Linked DNA regions of Anser cygnoides: region 1 is linked to region 2. The links are chromatin contacts, called in public Hi-C maps. All regions are on one chromosome and are shown on one strand. Each heading gives the region's core, a stretch centred on a gene start, on an enhancer-like site or on the middle of the called end of the contact. The rest is flanking DNA. Distances are from core to core; before and after follow the strand shown.

What was found. A called contact is a pair of places that touch in the nucleus more often than the background predicts.
Region 1: a contact with region 2 is called in a Hi-C map of liver, with 6 times the contacts expected there. The contact joins the enhancer-like site here to the promoter of SEC16A in region 2. A contact is called at or near these places in 3 of 7 Hi-C or Micro-C datasets (granulosa cells and liver).

What each region holds. Positions count from the first base shown.
Region 1 is chr20:3,373,754-3,379,251 of Taihu_goose_T2T_genome, forward strand. No RefSeq gene overlaps it. Among named protein-coding and RNA genes, the nearest start is that of EGFL7, 23 kb to the right of the region's middle. Within about 2 kb of position 3,743, at least 1 of the 3 cell types and tissues checked has open chromatin away from gene starts, as enhancers often do.
Region 2 is chr20:3,285,087-3,289,976 of Taihu_goose_T2T_genome, forward strand. SEC16A (SEC16 homolog A, endoplasmic reticulum export factor) reads right to left here and starts at 2,236. Exons shown (of 34, transcript XM_066980761.1): 1 at 2,082-2,236.

The DNA.
Region 1 (5,498 bases), core at 2,493-4,992, 90 kb after region 2:
GAGGCAGGCTTGCTTGCTGCTCCACTGCAGCTCCCAAAGGCTTTGAGAAGACGCGGGAGGTAGAGAGGAAGATGCGTAGGAGCTGGGAGAGATAACCCTGCTTAAGCAATGCAGATCCTGCTCTCATCAGGATCTGATGCAGGAGGGCACGTCTTGACCCATGAACCCAGAGCAGGAGAGGTCGGAAAAGTGCCAAAGTGACCTGGCTAAGGGGGTGTGAAAGCCGAAAGACAGCACTCGGCTCACCAGCTGGTAAAGTGGGGAGGAGTGGGACCAGCAAAACTGTGAGATCTGGAGGGAGGGCCAGGTTTAGCCCTGCCTCATCTGGGATCTGCCTGGCTGTAGTGGGACATCCCTGTTCCACTTCAGTCTGGCAAGGGGAGGGAATGTGTTATCCTGTCGTGTGAGCGTGCTCCTGACCCAGAAGATATCGTCTTTCTGCCTTAGGGCTCCTGCAGGAAAATCTTTTGTGTGTCTTCTAACTCACAGCCTGTCTTTCTGTTTCTCTCCATGTAACAGCATTTTGCTCACAACTTCAGTGTACATCATGGGCAACTCAGCAGCCCAGCGGGTGAGCATGGGATTTCCCAGTACGTGGGGTCTGACAAATCCCCTGTTGCTCTCGTACTCCAACTGGAGACAGTTTATTGTGCTTTTCCTTACCTGGGAGCCAAAGTAGCCCTTCGGGCTGTAAGAAACTCAGCTTCAAGGTTAAAAAAAGAACAAAACTAAAGTTTGCAGGAGGGAGCAGGACTGTGTGCACATGCAAGGAGTGTGCTGGAGCCATAAAATGGCTGCTGAGCTCTTGGTGATGGGGAACAGCCTGGAAAGGTGAGGCTGCAGCAGGCAGAAAGGCCTCCCGCTCCAGTATGCAAGGTCTTTATTTACTTTATTTACTGTATATAGTATGCAATGTCTTTATTTACTGACAGGCGATTGCAACACGGGCTCCCCTTGCCCATCCCTGCGTACCATCTGCTGCCCTGGGTGACGGCAGTGGCACCCTGTGCCTGGGTGAATACCCGGCAGTGTGGGGTCCCAGGGGTGGATGAGTGGTGCCGGGCCCCACAGAAATTTCTCCGAGCTGCTGTGTCCCCTGTGGGGCTGGAGGGGACAAGTGCTCCCCTCCATGCTGATGCTGGGGGCTGCACCTGCCTCCATGAAGCCCTGGCATGAAGCCCTTCAATGTGACCAAGCTGACCAAGGAATCATGGCCGGGGTGGCCCCACACGTCCTCATTCTCCTCCGGGAGGCCCCAGGGTGCACGTCCCAACCCCAAGGCGTCCCTTTTACCACAGGCTGCTTCTCCCCTGGTGGGAGAGCAGCACGGGCTCTGTGGTGGCCCTGCACTGGTGCCTGTGGGGACAGGGGGCACCCAGGGGAGACACGGGGGCTGTGCTGGGCCCCCCTAGTAGCCCTGTGGGACCGGGGTCCCCCAGTTGCCCCGTGATGGCCAAGGTCCCCCAGGATGGGCCCCTCCACGCCCTGGCGGCCATTTCTGAGGCGGCGCCGCCATCTAGCGACACGACACCGGGCTGCCCGCTGCTGGCGGGTCCCCAGGGTGGTGCTGGCCGTGTCCCCTTCCCTGCCACTGTCCCCACCATCTTCCAGCCCCTCGGGGGCTTGGGGGGCAAGCCCAGAGCTGGGTATGGGCGAGCGGGAGCTGGGTGCTCGCCACGCCGAGTGCCTTGTGGTGCGAAGGATCGCAAAATGCAAAAATGCAAAACTCCTCTTCTACTTCTTCGCCTTCTTCTTTATTATTATTTTTATTATTTTTTAATAAAGCTCACACGGTGGCTCTACAGAACGTGTGAGGACAGTCCAGCCCTCTCCAAGGTCCCAGCAGCAGAAGCCACCGCAGGGCCATTGCTCCGCTGGGCTGCGACGAGATCTCTCCAGCCCCCCTCTTGCTCGTGTTTTCAGAGATCAATGGTGACTGCGTGGTTGTCCCATGCCATCAGTGTAGCTTTAACTCCCCCAAACATCCTAATTCTGCCTCCGCCGAACAAAGGCGTTGGCCATCGCGCCGGCTGCGGGCCTGCCCGTCTCTTGTCCCCCTTCCATCTTCCTCCCGCTGGCTGCCGAGAAAAGGGATTGAGCCGTGCCCGCCGCATGTGAAAAGCCCCCGCCTGCCTCGTGTTTTATGAAGGAAAATCTCCTTGGGAGAGCAGCCAAACGTTCCCAGCCTCCTGCTGGGTGTTTCAGACGTGCGCGCCGGATGAAGCGAGGGCACGGCTGCCCCGCGGGTACGGGGGGAGTGCGGGGGGACGGGGATGGGGGCTGCTGGGCTCTGCGAAAGCGGCTGTCAAAGTGTGCTGGGAGACGAGACAGGAAGGTTGCTGTGCCACCAAGCACTCGGGAGGGTCCCACGTCCCTGCCACGAGACGGGCTCCACAGTGCGCTGTGCTGTCCTGAGAAGGCTGGCTATCCATTTTCTCCTTTACTATCCCCACGCTTCTTCTCTCCTTTTCCTTTCTCTGCTCCTACTGGTCTTCTCCCCCCCATCACACACAGACCCCTGACCTCTCCTGGACAGCCTCGTGCATTAGAGACCTTTCAGACCCAGCGACTGTTTCAAACGCAGCCAGGAGGCCCCCAGGGCTCCAACCAGCCACATTAAACTCAAATTTGCAGCTTATATGCAAACATAATGGATGTGGATGCGGGGGCTCCGCTGGCACACAGAGCGAGTAAACAGTAACACATGGCAGAGCCTGGAAGAGCAATAACCTCAGCTTCAGCTGGGCTTCGAGGCCAGGAGCTGGAGTTTGCAGACAGCTCTCCAACAGCAGTGCCCACAGTGAATTAATCACCCCTGACTGCAGCTATATTGGGCACCGCTGTCCTGGGCCACTGTCAGCAGCAGAGCTGCATGCAAGGCTCGGGGAGAAACGGAGGGGAAAAAGGTGTTTGTACGCTGTAGCTGAACCAAAACCACACAGACAAAATCAGACAGGGTCAGGCACAAAGACAGCTTCTCTGCCACGTTTCCTTCTCAGGTTCATTCTGCTAATGCTGCGCTCCACATAAATTAAAAACCTTCCCTTATTTATTGGGGGTTATTTCACATCCGTTAAAACCTTTTTTTTTCTTTTTTTTTCTTTTTCTTTCCCTTTAGGCTGGGATCAATTTGTCAGAGAACTTGCCACTTCCAAAAAGCATGCTTCATATCTGAAAATGATGAGACAAAACATTTGGCAGATCCAAAATGAAACTTTTTGTTGGCAAAGCCTGGCGCAAAGTATTTCAACATTTGCATTGCATCCATCCTCCCCCTTGCTATGTGAAAGCCTCAATTTGAGCTGCATACAAAGACAATTTCAGCCGTTTTCAAATGTTGGATTTATTTGTGAGGCCGAGGAGCCCTCTGCTTTGAAACCTCGCAGCTCCCACTAGCGCGGCTCTCCCACTCCACCTTTCTGTCACCTGGTGATGCTGCTCCTCCTCGCTTTGTGTGTTTCCTCTAAGCTTTCCTGAAATGTGATTAGGACAAAAGTGTTGCTGAGGCTTAGAACAACGTCAAAAAAAAAGCGTCTGAAAGCCCAGCACTCTCCTGCTGCCTCTTGCAGCCCAGGAACTGCAGGTTTGCTGTGGTGGGCGCTTTCCATAAGGGAGATCCTTGATGCAAACAGCCCTAACGAGTGCACGAGCAGCCGCGGTGGGGTGTGCTTCTCCTTCCTAAGCGTGCTGGGAGCGTGTGGGTGCAGGCAGCCACAGGCAGCACGTACAGGCAGCTTCCCCTCCCCGGGAGCTGCACGTGTGTCTCTCCCCTGCCCAACTCTTGGTCTTGTTCCTCCTCCCCATCACATCACGGTCTATATTTAGTCCCAGACACAGCATAACATTTTGCACAACTCCCGCCGAGTGCCTGGCAGGATCAGGGCTGGGATTACTTATGGTAATTCTTCGGGCTGGGAACACCCCGCCAGCGTTAATAACAAGTAACGAGGGCAGTTTCTGCAGCACAAAGATAATTATCCCTGCCACGCTGGGGGCTTCATTAAAGGTCTGACTCCAGGTGAGCAAGCAGCCTTAGGCCGATGAGAACGATCCAAGGAAAACCTCCCACAGCCACCGGAGGAGGGCAGGAGGAGGCAGGGGGACCAGCACCCCACCGAGTCGCTCAGAGTCTCCTCTGATCAGCCTGTGTGTCCCCGCGTTGTGCCCGACCTCCTGCATGGCCCTGGGGACGTGGTGGCCTGGTTTGGCAGGCGGGCAGCATCCACGTAGGGTGTCCTGAGACCCCTGCCCCTCATCCCACAGCCCAGGGAGCTTTTGGAGAGCGCCTTCTCCCACATCACTCCTTCACACCAGGGGCAGAAGAAAAGGCAGATAAGGGCTTGCATGGAACTGCTCACTTTCCCTTCACATCAAAGCCCCGTGTTTATCTCTGGGGGCCCGGCTGGGTGCACGGGGCTGCTCGATGGCTCCTTTCGGACAGGCTGGGAGGAAAGGGGTCAGGTTCTGTGTGTCCCGGTGCCTTGGCTGAGGTCGGTGGTTTAAGCACTGAGAGCGCTGAATGCAACCCTCTTGTCACCGCTCTGCCCCCACGTCCCCTGTAGTGACCGAGCCTCACCAGGGACCCATGGTTGTGACGACAGGCCAGGGTGAGAAGGGACACGCCGCTCTGCTCCAGAAGCCCTGGGCAGAATTAAAACCCTTTCTCTTCCTAATTAAACTGGGGATGGAAGGGCCTCCTGGGGGATGTAAAGCCAAGTGCACCGTGAGCGACTGAGGCACAGGGCAGGTCCGAGCTGCAGGCTGGGGAGCAACAAGCACCTGGGGAAACTGATGGCTGCGGGTGCAGGCAAGGTTGTGGTCGTAAGAGAAGCTCTCTCCTCCTCGTAAGATGGGCTCGTGGGAGGACCTGGGGGCTTCCAGCTCCAGGGGCCCCTCCAGCAGCAGGAGATGGATGGGTTTGGTGCACAGGGCAGGCAGCGGGGGAGAATTCAGCACGTTTAGGAGGGGGAAGAAACGCAGAAGGGGGTTAAAAGTCAACTTCTTTCCCCATCCCAGCTCCTCGGGGGCAGAGGGAGCTTCCCGAGGTTATCAGCTGGGGTCAGCTGCTGGGAGGAAGGCGACGAGAGGCTGGGGGGCTCAGGGCGCCAGCGTGGCCGTGCCAGCCAGATGTGGGACCTCAGCAGGAGCCACCCCTCCGACCTGTCTGCTGCCTACTGTGGGGTGCGGAGAGACAACGGCGACACCTTGGGGTGATGGGGACACACTCTGCTGCCCAACAGCCACCTGGGGAAGGGCACAAATTCACAGATACGTAAACACCAAGGGGGGGACCAAAACCCCTGGCTGGAGGAAGCAGGACAGCAAAGAAAACGAAGAAATCTTTGTGTACTCCCTGCTGCCAGCGGGCTCCCAGCATCACCAGCAAGGTCTGGCCCCGGTGTGCATGGTGCTGGACATATCTAACAGAGGCAGAGCTCGTGCCTCGTGCCCTGTGCACCCTGCCAATGTTTCTGCATTGCAGCCGATCAGCCCAGCCC
Region 2 (4,890 bases), core at 986-3,485:
AACAGAAAAGCACTGAACAGAAAGCTTCGTTTGTTTCACGCATTACTTGCAGTTGTATTCGTTTTTTTTTAAAAACCACAGCTGCCTGTTGAATTCGTCTCAAGGAATACTTACAGAAGGGTTTTGGTGCTGTGCAATCATTTCTCCTACACTGACACCAAGGCGAAGTTTTTCCAGCTGTGCACGATTACTGCCAACCAAGATGACACCAACAAAACCCTGCCTGGTCACCTCCCTCAGTTTCCACATGCTTAAGAAACCCCAGGGACATCTCTAAAACTGTACTGGACATCCCAACTTATTGTCTGTCATGTTCTGTGTATTAGTTTAACTGCAAAAACTCCTCTCCCCTCCCTCTAAATAACCTAGTGCTTTTATGCAACACATCGAAAAGTGGGAAGGAAAAAAAAAATGGTAATAAAGTCACCTGCAGAGACAGCTCCCTCCTGGAAAGCACTAACTTCACTGAACAAAAGGTCAATATTTACCGAACGGTTCGGTTATTAATAGAAAGATTATGTGAAGCCGTTGAGCGCAGAAGCCAGCTGTTTTGTAACTTAAATGCCCACTTCCACATTTCTCATGGGGGCTTCACTGCTTCCAGCGTCCCATCAGATGTACACACACACAGCGCTAATGTTGGCCCCACTCTTGCAATAGCCCGGGCTAGTAATCAGCTAATTAGAGTCAGCGTAAAGTCCTACGCTTAAGCGCTGCCTTGCCATTCCTACAACAAGACCTCTAACATCACGTTTCAGAGGTTCAATACGAGGGCACCAGACTCCTTGCAGAAGTTAATATTAACAGATACCACACAGTAGTAAAAGCATGCAGAATTTGAAGAATTAAGTGCAAATAAAATGAACGTGCCCATGGTAGGAGTTTAAACAGGAGGTATCAGCTCCTAGACACTGACCCTCCCTGCCCCCAGTATTAACAGAAACGCTAATTTGTGTAAATGAGTAATAATTACATAACCTAAGAACAATCCAACTCTCTGCCTTATCTGCTTTGGAAATTCTTAACTTTCCGAAGGTTTAACGGATAATACAGAGCAGCCTGCCAAACATTAGTCGCTAGAAACAACAACTGCAGAAGGTACTTCCAACCACGTCAAGAAAATATTACCAAAGAGGAGAAAAACAACTAGAACTACCCTCGAGACAGGGCCAGCAATAAGTCCCACCTGACAGGCTCTATGGTCATGATGGGTTTTAACTCCCCTGTGAGAACTTACCTATATAAAGGAACAACTGGGGGAAATTTGTTTAATACCATCTCCGTGTATTCATGCTAAATAAATTACTCTTAAACAACAATAAGTATGCCCACAAAACAGGTTACAGAGCACTAATATTAATTCTCAAGTGTGCTTATACCCGTGTCTGTATGTACGTACACACAATTGTGCATGCATATGCCTATACCAAACAACAGATGTACTCAGATATTCCTAACTAAAAGAAAGGAATATATAGAACAAAGCACCGCTGTGCCAAAGACACGAATAGCTGGGATATGCAGCTCGTATAAAATCAGCATTTGGGCCGTTTGTTTTTATCTTCCCGCTGCAGAGAGCTGCAGGCGGACGGCCCTGGGGCTGAGGGCATTTTGCGCCTTCAGCAGCGCTCGCCGCTCCCTGCCAGCTTTCTTATACGCGGGACCTACAGGTGAGAACGCTGTGCTGGGAGGAGAGCCCTCCCAGTGCCAAAGCCACAAAAAATACGACTCGCAGCTGGCAGAAATAAAAGCAGCCAGCACCTTCCCCAGGCTCCGCCGGCCGCCGCGAGCCCCTCGCTCCAACCCCAGCGTTTCGGGGGCCGTGCCCCTGAGTCAGCGCCAGCCGCTGCCCCCGGAGCACGCAGACCTCCGTAATCGGGGTGTAGGGAAAATAAAAACCGCCCTCCACCTGACGAGACGGGCTTTAAGCGCCTCGCTCCCAGCAATACCCGGTAACGACCGCCTCGAGCAGGACCCCGGCGGGCAGAGACCCCCCCTCCCGGCCCCCCAGCTCCCCCCCCGAACCCCCCATTCCCGACGCCCCAACCCCGGCCCCCCCCCCCGCGGCCGCCCCGCGGTACCTGCCGCCAGCCGCCGCCGGAGCCCCCTCAGCGCCGGGCGCCGCCGCCGCCGCCCCCCCTCAGCGCTGCCGCGGCCCCCCCGGCCGCCATCTTGGCACATCCGGCCCCCGCTTCCGCCGCCGCCGCCGCTGCTGACGTGTCGCGCCGCGCACGCGCGATGACGTCGCCGGTCCGTGCAGGGCGGCGCGCGCGCGCGCACGCGCTTGTTTATGAGGGCGGAAGCGGCTCCGCGAGGGCTCCGCCCCGCGGCGCTGTGGCTCGGCGCAGGCGCAGCGCGGCTGCGGGCCGGGAGTTCGCGGGTTCGAATCCCGGCTGGGGCGGCTCGTAGCGCGGCCGGGCGGTACAGCGGTTTCTCGCTGCCCTCGGGCCCCGCTCCGCCCGGCCTCGGCCGCGGAGGTCCCCTCCTTCTCCTCCATGAAGCCCGAGCCGAGCCCGGCCCCTGTGGGCAGGGCCCCGCTGTGATCCCTCTCAGGAGGCTGCGGTGCTGAAGGCGGCCGCCAGGGCGGGACAGAGGGCTGCGGTCGGGCCCTTCCTCCTGGCCTCCCTCCCTCCTGGCTTCCCTCTTTCCCTTCCTCCTGGCCCTCCTCCTTCCCTCCCTCCTTCCCCACACAGCTCCTTCTCTGCCCAGGGTTTCCTCACGCTGCCCCCCCGGCCTGGGGCCTGCTGAAGCACCCGAAGCTGTTTTGGGGGAGAAAGAGGCAATTCAAGAAAACTCCTCTGTCCTTCACCTCCTCGAGGTCCCGGCCTCACGGATAACGTGGGCTTAATTTGTGAAGTGTGCTTAATTATGGAGGGGGATGTTAATTGTGTGGGGGCGTGGAGGACGGGCGGACAAGTGTCCGAAGTCTGTGGTGTCACAGATGCCACGGCTCAGCCCTTCTGCACGTAGCCACCTCTGTGCTGCATTAAATAAAAGACTTTAAAAAGCACTTCTCCAAAAAAAAAAAGCACGTTCAGTGTTCTTTTATTTCAGATAAGATGGGAGCATAATATCAAACAGCTATGTGCAAGTCTAAAGATTTTACTCGACTCTTCTTTGTGTTCCAGTGCTGCTCTGAGGGCCTATTTCACGTGAACACAAAGCTTTTTTTGGGGGGGTGGCATTGTTCACGTGTGAGAATGGTCTCATTTAGCAGAGTTTGTACACAAGCAGTGGTCACTGTGCCTATATTGTCGCACTCCACACCGAACAACAGGCCCTGAAGGGGAAAATCCAAATGACCTAAACAAACATCTTAATCAAGGGTCATTATCAGTGCAAGAGCTGTTTCTGCACGCTTGATCATTAAAGCAGGGTAATATCCTCAAAGCCCAGTCCGAGCAGGGGAAGCAGCACTTTGATGCTGGTGTGGGAACCAGAGGCAGTGCTGTGATTTTTAAAGTGCCTTTCATCTCCCTCTTTTGTAGGAACATTCTTATAAACCAGCTTGTCAAATACAATTTCCCTACACAGGCATGAATTGCAGATAAAGCCCTGGTGTCCCCTTGATATTTTCCCCAACAGGTGTCATCTGAGGAACCACGATTTTAATTAGCCTGATTGACTTTTAAAATATATACGTATTCTGTAAATACCATCATCAGCTTACACCTGTATCTATAGCTAGATAATTACATTATATATCTAACCCTTTTTTACACACACAATTCAATACTAATGATGGGATCTCACCTTTTCTGTTCTCCTGTTAAATATGTGACTGTAAAGAATTGTCACATTAAGGCATTTAATCCCTTTTTACCATGAAGCTTCCTAACTTATTTGCTGTACTTATGCAAACGCAGCCAGCTCTGGACTTGAATGACAGGCTGCAAATAAAAAGGCATGTTGAAGGGAAGAGGACAGTACACACCTTTCTGTCCCCCTTCATCGGCATTTCTGGGGTCCAGCACAAGCGAGACTGACCTTTTGCCGTGACGTTCTGATAACTCGGCCTTCGGGTTGCAGGCAACCGTAAACACAGCACCACCCCAGAGAGCTTCCAATTAAAATGATTCTTCCGAGTTTAGAAACAGGAACAATGTCTAAAGGAGAGTTTCTGTTATGAGTATTGGTAATCTGTATCAGGTTAGCCCACTCGGACAAGCTGAGTTTTATTTATTTACTGGTTTAGTTGCTGTGCTTATTCAGGCTACCCCAACCACATTAACCGATGTGTAATTCGAGAGGCTACACCTTAGATGAATTTGGCTCCTTTTGTACATTCTTCAGGGGGTGATTTGAGCTGCAGTAACAATTCAGCAATCAGGGTTCAAGCAGCTGTTAGCAACTGGCTGAGCAAACACCAATAGCCTGGAGGTAAAAGCAATACAGAGTAGCAATTTCTAAATGTCCCATCTAATTGAGCAGGAATAATGAAAACAAAGATTTTTTTTTTTAAAAAAAAAAGCCCTCCAGCATGTAAATAAATAGTTCAGATGCACCCTCGTAGCAACAACATGCGTACCATTGGAACAGCTCGGTTCTAATCTTGTTTTATGCAAACACTTCTGAACTCTTCCCTTGGCGTGGGATATAATTTCAGTGCTTCTCAGCCTTTTTCACCTGGAATCCTAAAACAACAGTGCCTGCCACGACCCACTCATCTCTCGGCATCTTCTGTTGACATGAGGGCTTGAGATTCAGCTCCTGGCATCCTTACCGACACAAGGGCTTGAGATTGTGGTCAGACAATTGTTGGAGGGGGCTGGAGAAATGCAAAGCCTCCTGGAAAGAGATTTTGTGGGAAAGCCCTAAGTGTGGGGGGAGAAAAACGTTCTCTGTGGAAGCCTTCTCTGACTTCTAGTTTTATTTTGTGGCCAATTTATT